4 separate regions of the Mus musculus genome follow, and all the other regions are linked to region 2. The links are chromatin contacts, called in public promoter capture Hi-C maps. All regions are on one chromosome and are shown on one strand. The core of a region is the stretch at or near the end of the contact, and the rest is flanking DNA. Distances in the headings are between cores, read along the strand shown.

Region 1 (3,038 bases), core at 84-2,583, 200 kb before region 2:
CTAATATGATCATATGTGACCTGGTTGCTTTTAACCTCAAGCTGGCACTATGAGAAGAGCTGAAATAAGTGAAATTTGCTTGTGTTCTTCTAGAGCCTGGGCCTGGATATTGTTGAAAGAATGACAGCAACTCTCTAATGGGGGAAATAATGTAGAAGGTCTGTTATGTTCCAGAGACCATTAATAACTCCTCATAATCATCAGGTAGCAGGAGCCATGCTTTCAAGGAAGTTTATAGGAAGGTTAAGTGATTTGCACAACGTGCCCCATCTTTTTTTTCCATTTTTATTAGGTATTTAGCTCATTTACATTTCCAATGCTATACCAAAAGTCCCCCATACCCACCCACCCCCACTCCCCTACCCGCCCACTCCCCCTTTTTGGCCCTGGCGTTCCCCTGTTCTGGGGCATATAAAGTTTGTAAGTCCAATGGGCCTCTCTTTCCAGTGATGGCCGACTAGGCCATCTTTTGATACATATGCAGCTAGAGTCAAGAGCTCCGGGGTACTGGTTAGTTCATAATGTTGTTCCACCTATAGGGTTGAAGATCCCTTTAGCTCCTTGGGTTCTTTCTCTAGCTCCTCCATTGGGAGCCCTGTGATCCATCCATTAGCTGACTGTGAGCATCCACTTCTGTGTTTGCTAGGCCCCGGCATAGTCTCACAAGAGACAGCTACATCTGGGTCCTTTCGATAAAATCTTGCTAGTGTATGCAATGGTGTCAGCGTTTGGATGCTGATTATGGGGTGGATCCCTGGATATGGCAGTCTCTACATGGTCCATCCTTTCATCTCAGCTCCAAACTTTGTCTCTGTAACTCCTTCCATGGGTGTTTTGTTCCCAATTCTAAGGAGTGCCCCATCTTTTTTATTTTATATTCTAATTATGTCTGTGGAGGTAGAGGTGTGTGTGTGTTGCTGATAAATAAAATAAGAGTGTGAAGAATACACTAGAAGAGAGTCAGGAAAGGTAACTGAACAGGTGATCTGATCTGGATGGGGGCTATGTCTTCTTGAATAACAACACTACAGAGTAAACTACCTATGCCAAAGACTGGGTCTGGCCAGCAATACAGCTTTCAAGTACTAATGGGAAAGGCAAAAATCAAGGACAAACACACAAGGGACTTTTCTGAAGGTCAAAAAGGCAATAATAAATGCCAAGCCCAGAAAAGCTTTTAAATCTGACCTTTTCCTCTGCTGAAGCCATTCGCCTTCCAGCATCTTCAATCTAATAGACTGAAGTGGGCTCTTAGGAGAGAACTGGGCTGGTCTTTTCCTTAATGCTGCCTCTCCATCACTACTCAAGCAGAAGCAGTATTACTGGTAATTACATCATTATACCGTAATGGAACACATGTGGTGCAAGTGAAATAGCCCAGCAGCCCTTTAGTTGAGGAGAGGAGAAAAGAACTCCCCACTCACTGTTTCATTTTTTGTTAACCCTCCAAGTTCTGGCTCATTTTCAAAGACAAAATGCTCTTAGGATATTTCACAATCACAAAATTAGAGTCCTGAGGTGGAGATTCGTTGAAGAATGGGAGTGAACTTAATATTTTAGTGTAAGGGCAATTCTCCCCTGGAATAGGTAAAGCCTACGTCAAGCATAGTCTTTGCTGTGAATATGCGACAGTGTGGAAATAACTTGCAGCTCACAAGTTTCGGTGTCTTCATCCATAAAGAACAGCAATGCTCCAGTACAGCAGATTCTAAAATGTCAGTGGAAATAATTGAGATCGGACCAAATGACCTCAGGAGCTTGATCCTCCTACTCTCAGCCCTATCCTTCTGTTATATAAAAAGACTCCAATAAGAAAGAGAGAGTGGAGGAAAATATGGAAGGCTAACTCCAATTGGATTCTTGCCTCTGCTCTATCCATATATTAGCATCAGATCATTATCCACAACATCCTCAACATTTTCAAAGGACAGGTTCAGAACATACAAAACCATCACAGAAAGTCTCTTCCAACAGAGAGTAGTGAAGCAAGTTTCAAATGCTTCTCTAGGGTACTTTAGAAAATTGAAAGTATGTGGGAGTTTAGCATAAATTACATGTTAACAAAGCAAATACAAAACAGAGCTGATTTTTTAAAATGGTTTAAAAAATGTTTTCTTATATGTAAGGGAAAATTACTTAAGAGAGCTCAAAGAATCAAAACATACAAAAACTACACATCAACTGTTCCATACACTTCAGAACCTTAGAATTGTCCCTTCTAGAGCAAAGAAAACCAACTTTAATAAATCAAACAACACAGTCCTAAAATTTAACTTTAAAAATATTATCATGCTGATTTTTCAAGGATGTAAGATAACTGTAGAGCTTCTGGCTATGATAAATAAGGCTGCTATGAACATAGTGGAACATGTGTCCTTATTACCAGTTGGAACATCTTCTGGGTATATGCCCAGGATAGGAATTGCTGGATCTTCCAGTAGTACTATGTCCAATTTTCCGAGGAACCGCCAGACTGATTTCCAGAGTGGTTGTAACAGCTTGCAATCCCACCAACAATGGAGGAGTGCTCTTCTTTCTCCACATCCTCGACAGCATCTGCTGTCACATGAATTTTTGATCTTAGCCATTCTGACTGGTGTGAGGTGGAATCTCAGGGCTGTTTTGATTTGCATTTCCCTGATGATTAAGGATGTTGAACATTTCTTTAAGTGCTTCTCAGACATTCCGTATTCCTCAGAGAATTCTTTGTTTCTGTGTACCCCATTTTTAAAATAGGGTTATTTGATTTTCCTGGAAAGAACCCAGATGTCCCTCAACAGAGGAATGGATACAGAAAATGTGATACATTTACACAATGGAGTACTACTCAGCAATTAAAAACAATGAATTCATGAAATTCTTAGGCAAATGGATGGATCTGGAGGATATCATCCTGAATGAGGTACCCAATCACAAAAGAACACACATGATAATGCACTCACTGATAAGTGGATATTAGCCCAGAAGCTTAGAATACCCAAGATACAATTTGTAAAACACATGAAACTCAAGAAGAAGGAAGACCAAAGTGTGGATAC
Region 2 (3,220 bases), core at 107-2,606:
GAACAGCTTGGTCATAGTGCCAGATATCAGGAATATGGGTAAGACCTATTAGTTTATTTCAGTAATTCAAGAGGAAACAGCCAAGCACCAGTCTTACTCTTTCTGTGCTTTTAGGAATTTATTCAAAGCTGTCACAAATAACAGCATCTAACACTGACTGAGAGGCCTCTGTTCTAAATAGCCTGTCTTCATTAACCCGTTTAATTTTCAGAACTCTCCAAAATATAGACTATTATCTCCATTTTCATAAGAGAAACTGGGGCCTGAGGCACTGTCGTGACATGCCTATAAGTAACAAGCTACATAGTAGGGCAAGCGAATTAAGCCAAGGCAACTGCAGCCCTTAGCTTGTCAAACTACAACATTCTGCTCTTTCTCCTAGTTTAAATACATGGAAATCTCAGGAGCCTGAGTGACTGAAATTGAAAAGGTATGGATTCTCCTGTGTCCAACTTGTGTACAATGAGCCGCAGTGAGCAACTGAGGATAGCTATGAATGCAGCCCAACACGGACTCGTAAACTTTGAGACTTTTTAACTGGAGGGTAGAGGCGGTAACTCAAGTATGAACTTGGTAGGTGGAGACCTCATGTTGCAATGTCAAAAGGCTGGACACACCTGGAACCACTATTTCCTGCCAGCCAGGTGAACAGGAAAAAAGGAAAGACAGAATTTCTGTTCTCAAGGAACTAGGGCAAAGCATCCCAAGTTATTACTATAAAACTAAATAAATAAATAAATAAATAAGGGAGTGTTCATTTCAACTTTTCCGCATGATTAAAGTGTTTACAAGAAACCCCTAGGTGTCATGAAAACTCAGCTGCTGCACTTGTGATCGTCAGAACGATTTGCAAAAATAACAGTGCGGTCCCAGAAGTGTAGACTCTGGAGACAGCTCAAGTCAAGCAAGCTCAGGCAGCAGTCTTTCCACACACCCACCTGCACCGTTACGCACTCCCCTCTCGCGTCCTGGACCCTGAGGGCGTCCCGCACGCGCATTTTGGCAGACGCGCGGGGCCTGGGGCAGGAAACGGAGGAACAGAGGCGCAGCGCGCCGAGCAGGCGCCGGGCCCCGAGCATGGCGAGACCGGACAGGGTTCCACGGGATGCCGGGCTACGTCCCGGCTCACAGTCCCCGAGAGCAGCCTTTTTCAGCCGCGCAGTCCTGCCGTCATGCGCTCCTGTCGCTCTTCCCTCCGCGCCCCGAGCAGTTCCCACGGGACCCCACCTCCGCGTCCCGCTCCCGAAAGCACAGAAGGTTCGACTACACGGAACACAGCGGTCAGTGTCACACCGTACATGGGACCGGAGTGCAGACCCAGACTTAAAGCACGTTGCAACTGAGCTACGTCACCCCGTGCTCGCTCTTCCGTCATCACGCTGGGTGGAGTCTGAGCATGCGTGATTGTGTCCGGGAGCTCGTGAGGCGCCGCACCGGTAGGGGCGGTGCAGGAGCTGAGGTGGGCGGGGCTAAGGCGCAAGGGCTGTCTCAGGTTTCTCAGAAATAGCTACTGTTGGGTCATCTCTAGGGAGACTGAGGAATACTTGTGGGCAGTATTGACAGATGCAGAAGGCAAGTGTCTGTGCAGAGTCTTAGGGGTGGAGAGGAGTTCTGAGCTCTGGGAAGTCAGTCTCCAGACGTAGTACCTGCTGAAGTCACTGTTGGGTGGTAGCCAAACAATTCGTTGCTTAAAAAGGAGCTTTGCCTGCCAGAATGGGCAAATCTTTTCTCTTACTTGCATTTGTTTGAAAAGAAAAAAATGGCCTTTGCATATATTCAGCTACATTTTAAGTTTACACAAAAATATTTTTTCGTAACTCAGTGAGACACATGATAATGCTTTTATCTAGTTAAACAAGAAAAGGTCAAAATAAGGACTAATTAAGTTGCCACGATGAGACACCATACATAGTCCTGTTCATCAAGGAGCTTATGATGAAAAGATGTTGGTTGGGGAACAGAGACAGAGAGGGAGAGATAGAGACACAGAGACAGACAAAGAGACAGTGAGACAGAAACCGAGAGAAACCATCACATTATACCCAGCAAGAGCACACATAGATATGTGTGTGGTAAGTGGAGTGGCGACCCAGAGAAAGAGATAATTAGGCTGAGTTTGAGGAAGGTTAGAATTTTTCCAGATGAGAATGTCAGAAATTTTCCTGTAAGAGGAGGACAGGAAAATCTGCTGGGAAGGAAAATGGCCTGAAAGAATTGTAAAACTCTTCTCTGGACAGACTTGAAAATATCTCCAATAAAAATACTTTGGGGCACTTCTGGAACCTTGAGAAAGGAAAAATCAAAAACTTGTAGCCTTCCAAATATGTAGAGATAGCTTATATCTTAAAGTATAAAAGTATATTCGATACCCCCCCCAAAAAAAAAAGTGAAACCAGCAACCAGCAAGCTCAATTTCTCTTCAGGTTAATTCTTCTGTCTCATCTTTCTTCCTCCTCTTTGCTCTGCTAAGTCTCAGGGAGACTATCTTCCTCTACTTAAGGCAAAGGGTTAATTAGGAAACTAAGCAGAGAACCATTGTTCAGTAACTCAAGGGAAAGGGACCCCAGTGGGTAAAATGGGAAATTAGCAGTGGGTAATCTAAAGTGTGTAGTGAAAGCTGATCACTGCCTGCAAGCTTTGTGCTCAGACCCAACTGCTCCCGTTTATCCTTTACTGTGTTAAATTCTATCTTCTGATTTGCTTTCAGTGTTTGGATCCACACGTCTGCCTTTAGATTCATCGCCTTCCCGATAGCAGCAGGAATGACATTTCTAACGTGAATGTTGTACCGTGCCAGCCATAATGATAGGTAGAGTGTCACAGAGTGGCTGTTCCCTGCCAAGAACTCCTCACGTCTTAACTCCATCATCACAGTCACTCTTGCTTAGAAGAAACTGAAGTTTAGAGTTTTTGCCGTATACCCCAAGTTACTTACAGTCTTGTTTCATCCATGTTCTTACTCATTTTGTTACCCTAGTGATTAAACACCCATGAATTGTTCCTCTTACAACATAAAGACTTGGCTACCAGACTTTCTCTGATTCACAAAGTTTCCTGAAGTGACTTGGAGTGAGAATCAGAAATGAAATGTCTATGGTGTTACTCTCTGCTATTTTTTTTATCTGTGCAGTGAATTCTGTCAGTGTTACCCCTAAACTCTGTGAAGGATTATTTTTTAAGTAAAAAAAAAATTTTTTTTACTTGTATAGGTGTTTTGCCT
Region 3 (3,056 bases), core at 67-2,566, 170 kb after region 2:
GCATTTTACAGGAGTGCTGGGGATTGGCTTCAAATCCTCATGCTTGCACAGCATTTGCCTACTGAGCCATCTCTCTAACCCCCTTCTCTCGGGTTTGTCATCATTGTATTCACAGACAACTGAAGAGCACTCAGAAAGCTCAGCTGAAGCTATCTCTACCTCCCCCCGGCTGTGGAGTTTCATTGGGGTTTAACAGTGCAAGACTCGGGTTATAGACCCATCGTAAATTAGCTTTTCGGCCACATAATGAACAATACAAGGCAGCGTGGCTTTAAGAGGACCATTTATTATATTGCAATAAACAGAGCTATATAAAGAGAATTATTCCTGAGACTCTGCACATCTGTGCTCACAATCATGTCTTTACGTGAGCTTTGCAAACAGGGATAAAAGTCCAATTTAGACAGTGCATTGAACAGCAATTCTCCATTCAGCACGAAAGGTAATTCAAGGTATTCTAAAGGCATGAATGCGGCATGGGTCTCATTTTAGAAAAAGGTCAAAGCCATCTCTCTTGATCATGATCAGAACTGTTAATCTATACCATAATGAGCTGGTTTGAGCTTTGCAGTGTGGAGCGGTTGGTTGGACAGTGATTTGAGGTAAGTCTCCTTTCTCCACTTCGCAGAATTCGTGCACTGCCAAGCGGGCACTTTCCTATCTCTCTGTCATATCTAGCTAAAAATCGTACCCATTACACAGTAGGTGTGCTAAAGTGTGGTGTGAATTGGAAAGGGGGATGCTGATTAGTTTCTTTCAAGGGGTTTGTATTGAGTAAATGACTTGTTAGATGTGTATAAAGCCTACTGGTAACAATACTGTACAAGGTAGTCCAAGTGTGTTCTCATTTAATCCTCTTTTGCGGGTCTAAACAGGGCGGTGCTTATAGAGAGAAGGTTGGTAATGTATTATTCTTTGTAGAACCGGATGCCCTATCATGTGGCTGTCTGCCTGCCCATCCATCTATCCATTCATCCGTCTGTCTGTCCATTCATTATCTATCCATCCATCCATCTGCCTGTCTGTCCATTCATTATCTATCCTTCTGTCCATCTGTCTTTACCAAGCAGGTGTAGTAGGCCAGGCCTATGTTGAGTCCTGGGATTGTATCCACTAACAGACACACTTGCTACAGCATAACCATGGTAATTGCTGTCCAGTATAAGCACTAAGCCAGAAAAGAATTGGGGGGCAGATTTCAGAGGACCTTAAAATCCATACTGAGCTCATCTTTCATTCTGAGGAAAGGACAGAGCTAAAAGGACAGCCTGGCAGGGCAGGTGCTTCCCCATGACCCCTATTCTTGTAGCTCTCTCAGGCCCCCTTGTGGCCTTGCACTAGATAAGTCTCAGTAAAACACATCTGGAATCATAGGCGCTACTGTCAGTGTTGATAAACGACACTTGCTATCATTTCACATTGAATGTTCCTCACAGGCTCTTATGCTACACGCTTTGCCCTTATCTGGTGATGATACTTTGGGATGTTCTGGAAGCCTGGAGAGCTGGAACACAGCTGGAGGCAGCAGGTCACTGCTATGGTTTGAATGTGTCTGCCAAAGGCACAGGTGTTAGCATCCTGTGCCCCTAGCTAGTTGTGCTATTTGAGCAGGTTGTGGGGCCTCTAAGAGGTAGAGCCTTAATGGAAGTAGTGTGTCATTGTGGGTGGGCCTGGGGGTTTATAGCCTGTCCTCACTTCTTCTTCAGGCTCCCTGACTATGTATTTTGTCACAACAACCAGGCAAGTAATCAACACTGCCACTGTGGACACACCCTGTGAGTATCCCCGCCTCCTCCCTCCTGGCTCTTGCTCTACAAAAGATGGCATGCCCTAAGCAATCCTGGAAAGAACTTTCTGAAAAACTGTGATCCGACACGAATCTTTCCTCCTTGAATTCATTCTCTCATCATTCTGGTTAGAGCTATGCAGAAATGCCCAGTACAACACAGTTTAGAATCCCAAGGCTGAACAAGGGGAGGGTGTAAGTTTTTAAATTATCTGCTCACCAAGAGGAAAGGCATCAAAGATTAGAATGTAAGGGCAAGGAAGAGGAAATGAGTCCACAGCAGGAGGAGTTTGCAGTTAGGGCCACACCCCCACCAGTGCTGAAAGGTTAAATTGTAACAGTCGAACCCACCCTCCACCCTCGCCAACCCTTTCCCCGGTATTTACCAATGGAACAGTCGTGTCCAGTCCAGCTTGGGTCACAGTTGCAAAGTCCTGTGTCTGGGAGGAAGGTTCCGTGGCCTGAGCACTGGTCCAAGCATGTGGCCCTGGGTGTCTCGCAGTTGGTGCCTCCCCATCCCACAGAGCAGTGGCACTCGCCTCTGACACAGACACCCCTGCTGGAACATGTGGGGTCCATGCAGTCCACTGTGACAGGGAAGGAAGATGGTACAGTGAGTATTGGGACAGCAGTGTGAGACTCTTGGGAAGGACAACACTGTTAATCTGTCCACTAGGGGAGGTAACAGGTTCAGTAAAGAGTAGGATTTCAGTGAATGGTGGACCTGAGTTCCCAGTTCTCCAAGACTGTTTCGTCACCTGAAAAATGTGGCTACAAGTCCCTGCCCTTTGGCTTGTGAGGTAAACTGAGTATTAATGTCCAACAAGCATCAGCATGGCACCCAGAGCCTACCATGTTTGCAAAAACTGCAACGAGGGAGGAGGAGTCTCAGATGGGGGAACTAGGGTTCAGAAGGACACACAGATAAAATCGATCAGAAAGGATTTTCCTCTAATGCGTATGTGTGTATGCACCCAATTGTGCACATGTGTGTGAGTGAGCACATCTCTCTCTGTGTGTGTTGTATGTATATACAAGTCGACTAAGAGCAAGATGCTGGCAAGATGCTGGGTGCCTTCCTCTACTGTTTTCTGCTTTATTGTATTAAGATAGAATTCTTCATTAAATAGAAGCTCTGAGCTTTCTAACTATGAAACAGACACCGTCAAGAATCCCTACCATTCTGACTGCTACAAGGAGCCAGCAGTGACAGTGAGGGTCAGAAGAGACTATATGAACTATAGCATCAAAGAGGGTTATTTTTACATCC
Region 4 (3,305 bases), core at 689-3,188, 230 kb before region 2:
TCCCCCAACACACAAAGTAACTGAGAACACAGGGAAGATTGTAAAGAATCATGGTCCAACATACAATAAATTTCTAAATTCTAGTCCTAGATAGATGAGTAGTTATGGTTTGGATTTTAAATATCCCTCAAAAGTTCATGTGTTGAAGACTAGTCCACAATGTAGCAGTGTTAAAAAAAACATAGTGAAGTACTTTTGTGAGAGTTCCCATAGATTAATGAGCTGATGAGAGGTGGTAGAAACTTTAGGAGGTGGGACTGGTTGGAAGAAGTAGGTCACTCAGGGTGTATACCTGAAGGGTTTTATTTTGTCTATATCTTTTCTTCTTTCTCTTTAGCTTCCTGCTCACCAGACTATGAACAGCTCTGCTCAACCACAAATGCCATGCTTTTGTTTTGTCTCACTACAAGGCCCAAAGTCAACAGTAAGTAAGCATGGACTAAAAGCCCTGAAACCATGAGCTTGGACTTTCATCTGAGGCATTTTCTGACTTATTTGGCTTCAAGATTTAAGTATATCAAGTTCAATGTAATTCACCCACAAATGTATAAAGCTTGAAGGGGAGGCAGTATTAAAAAGAACCATTGAGAATCAGGCTGGTATCACTAAGGCACTTGACACAGGACTTCCAAGTAAAGCAGGCCAGTCACTAATATCACAGCAATCCAGGGAAGAAACACAATGTTGGTACTTGCTACACTTTCCCCCAAAGAAATAATACCCAGAAAGTATGTTACTACAGTGACAAAAACATGACATATGAAGATAACCACTGGCATCTGAGAACTTCCGTGATGTGTCAATACTACACCACACTCCCCAGTATTGGTTTTTAAACACTCATGGCAATTAGGAGGTGGGACTAGTTGCTACCTTAATTTACAGATGAACTAATTCAGTTGATGAAGTGGTTAAACATCTTGCTTCTTTAAGCACCTAGGTAAAAATGCCAGTTTGATCTCAGGTTAGCTATGTGACCTTAGGCAAATCCCTCAGTTTTTCTGGACTCCTAATCCTAAAAATGAGATAAAGTTTCTCTTGTCACTCACCAAATGTTGTCAGGGATTACATGATATACAGAAAACCAAAATGTAAAGAGCCTATTAAAATGTTGTATCTTGTTTCAACTACACTGCAGTTGCTGGTGGGAAGAGGCCACGCCATACATTTTTTAAATTTCTGAAAGTAAGACTATATTTGTATGCTGATAAAAATTATTAAGCCATCTTTGATCCATCTGCAGAGCCCCCATTTCCTTATCAAATGGCATGTGTGAACTTGTATGACAGCCATGAAGTCTTAGGAAGGAAGTAGTTCCTGAAAGGTATGGTGGTTAAAAGAGCACTTATGAGGCTTATGGTCACAAGAGTGGGAACTAACACAGCAGCAGGAGGGGAGTGGCAGCAGATAAGCCAAAGACAACTTGCTTCAGACAGACAGCAGAATGATAAGATGAATGATAGAAAGACCATGTTGGCAAGAGTGCAGTCAAAGATAAATTAAGGAATGCAGATGGCTGTTACCACAGCGCAGAAACAACAGAAAGACCAAATGAAGGTAGGAACAATGGAAAATCAGAAAGAAAGCTCTTTGTGCTTCAGCAGCTTACACAAAGGCAGGAGTTGGGTGCAAACTCCAGAAGGTTGGCTCCTACACTCTGTGAACCTTGAGCCATACTCTTATTTCTAAAGAGTTTTTTTTTTTTTTTTCTAATTGTGAATGCTTCTGATCTAGGGCTTTCACTCAAAGGAAGGAAACTGGCATAGCAGTTAATCTGTCTCAGCTGCTGTGCTGTCCTCCACCCCATTTTCAGAAATAATGGGAAGCAGCACTGGGAAAAGAAGCATCTGGTTGCAGTGAAGATCCATTCCTCCCTGGGCGGGAGCTGCCGTCTCATTCTTGGAAATCACAACAATCAAGAATGGAGAATCATTCTTTCATCCCTTCTCACAGCATTATCCCAGCGACCTCATCCCTAACAATGGCATGGTTTGTGTTATGCCTTCTCTCCATCCCTCCCCTCTCCACTCATGCACAACAGAGATGCTATGCTCCAGGGGCCACAGAAGTTCACTTCTGACAGTCTACAAGGGTCAGGATGCTCCTGCAGAAGGAGCTGTCGGCAGATAAGATGGGAAAAGATCTAGTATTAACTAAGAGGAATGGGAAGGATTGTTTTTCTATAACCAGCAAAAGAATTTAATGACTTCCGGAGTGGAAAGTGAGATTTAAAAAGAAATTCTTTCATGTTGTTCAAGGCTATCTGTTGGTACACTGTGCTTGAAAAATAATCTAGTTATTTCAAGATTTTTAAAGATGTTCACTTCTCCTTTTACTCAACATTTATTATTTCCAACAACTGGTATTAAGGAAATAATTCAAAAGAAAAAAATGACATACACATAAAAATCTTTATTGTAACACATTTAGGGAGAAAACATGGTAGTTTCTGTTCTATATTTTTCTCCCTCATGGATATCCCTTTCTAACTTACCCTCAAGCTTTAGAATGTTTGGGGCTGAAAAGTTGGCTGGATCAGTAAAGTGCTTGTGCTATAAGCATGAAAATCTGAGTTCAGACTCCTGGCACCCATATAAAAGCTGGGTATGATGGCACAAGTCTGTAACTTTTCCAGAAAAGGAAGATCACTAGGGGTCACTGGCCAACTAGACTAGCTGAATCACTGAATCCCCAGGTTCAATAAGAGACTATCTAAAAAATATTGTTGGAATCAAGAAGTATACTTAATATTGACTTTGGGCCTCTACATGTATCCAAACAAATACATTTCACTCCACTCACTCCACTCCACACACACACACACACACACACACACACACACACACACACACACACACACACAGAGAGAGAGAGAGAGAGAGAGAGAGAGAGAGAGAGAGAGTAAAGAACATAATATTGATGTTATGGCTCTTGACAGAAGCAAGTATGATAAAAATTAGAAACTTTTCCACAATGTAAAGAAGATGTACTATAAATATAATTTACTTATATGATTAGCTGCACTTAGGAAAGACTGACTTTAGAAACCTTATATTAATTTGTCAAGAGGTATTATTAAAATGCATGAACTTACACATTCAGTACTCCTTTGGATTCAAGGCACTGTGCTGAGGATAAAACAGCAACCAATAAGGTCTGGGACCTCACAGACTAATATAAAGCAGAATTATAAAGTAGAAACAAATAATCATGATAAAGCATGATCCTTATTGTAATAAAGAGGAAAACAGTATGTTTTGAAGGAGCTAGAAAAGGCCAGAAGAGGTTAAGAAATTTGTACTCTA

What was found. Promoter capture Hi-C pulls out the DNA fragments that hold promoters and counts their contacts.
Region 1: a contact with region 2 is called in a promoter capture Hi-C map of the C10 cell line. The contact joins the enhancer-like site here to the promoter of Nars2 in region 2. A contact is called at or near these places in 4 of 39 promoter capture datasets (the C10 cell line, the HPC-7 cell line, macrophages and 1 more), 1 of 484 Hi-C or Micro-C datasets (nephron progenitors), 1 of 115 datasets of contacts at active chromatin or transcription factors (bone marrow-derived macrophages) and 1 of 9 other capture datasets (macrophages).
Region 3: a contact with region 2 is called in a promoter capture Hi-C map of erythroid cells, with 2.5 times the contacts expected there. The contact joins the enhancer-like site here to the promoter of Nars2 in region 2. A contact is called at or near these places in 5 of 39 promoter capture datasets (embryonic stem cells, erythroid cells, fetal liver and 1 more), 2 of 484 Hi-C or Micro-C datasets (the HPC-7 cell line and erythroblasts) and 1 of 9 other capture datasets (macrophages).
Region 4: a contact with region 2 is called in a promoter capture Hi-C map of fetal liver, with 2.5 times the contacts expected there. The contact joins the enhancer-like site here to the promoter of Nars2 in region 2. A contact is called at or near these places in 10 of 39 promoter capture datasets (the 3T3-L1 cell line, 3T3-L1-derived adipocytes, the C10 cell line and 7 more), 2 of 484 Hi-C or Micro-C datasets (the G1E-ER4 cell line and myocytes), 2 of 115 datasets of contacts at active chromatin or transcription factors (acute myeloid leukemia and bone marrow-derived macrophages) and 2 of 9 other capture datasets (adipose tissue and macrophages).

Annotation. Positions count from the first base shown.
Region 1 is chr7:97,149,571-97,152,608 of GRCm38.p6, reverse strand. All of the region lies in intron 1 of Gab2 (growth factor receptor bound protein 2-associated protein 2), which reads right to left. Among named protein-coding and RNA genes, the nearest start is that of Gab2, 69 kb to the right of the region's middle. Within about 2 kb of position 1,333, at least 10 of the 459 cell types and tissues checked have an H3K27ac peak or open chromatin away from gene starts, as enhancers often do.
Region 2 is chr7:96,949,663-96,952,882 of GRCm38.p6, reverse strand. Nars2 (asparaginyl-tRNA synthetase 2 (mitochondrial)(putative)) reads right to left here and starts at 1,356. Exons shown (of 14, transcript NM_153591.4): 1 at 939-1,356. The coding sequence starts at 1,079.
Region 3 is chr7:96,777,136-96,780,191 of GRCm38.p6, reverse strand. Tenm4 (teneurin transmembrane protein 4) reads right to left here. Exons shown (of 33, transcript NM_001310762.1): 16 at 2,173-2,373. Among named protein-coding and RNA genes, the nearest start is that of Gm15413, 23 kb to the left of the region's middle. Within about 2 kb of position 1,316, at least 8 of the 459 cell types and tissues checked have an H3K27ac peak or open chromatin away from gene starts, as enhancers often do. A contact at or near this core is called in erythroblasts, erythroid cells and fetal liver, where this site is marked.
Region 4 is chr7:97,182,299-97,185,603 of GRCm38.p6, reverse strand. All of the region lies in intron 1 of Gab2 (growth factor receptor bound protein 2-associated protein 2), which reads right to left. Among named protein-coding and RNA genes, the nearest start is that of Gab2, 100 kb to the right of the region's middle. Within about 2 kb of position 1,938, at least 38 of the 459 cell types and tissues checked have an H3K27ac peak or open chromatin away from gene starts, as enhancers often do. A contact at or near this core is called in the G1E-ER4 cell line, the HPC-7 cell line, acute myeloid leukemia and 2 more, where this site is marked.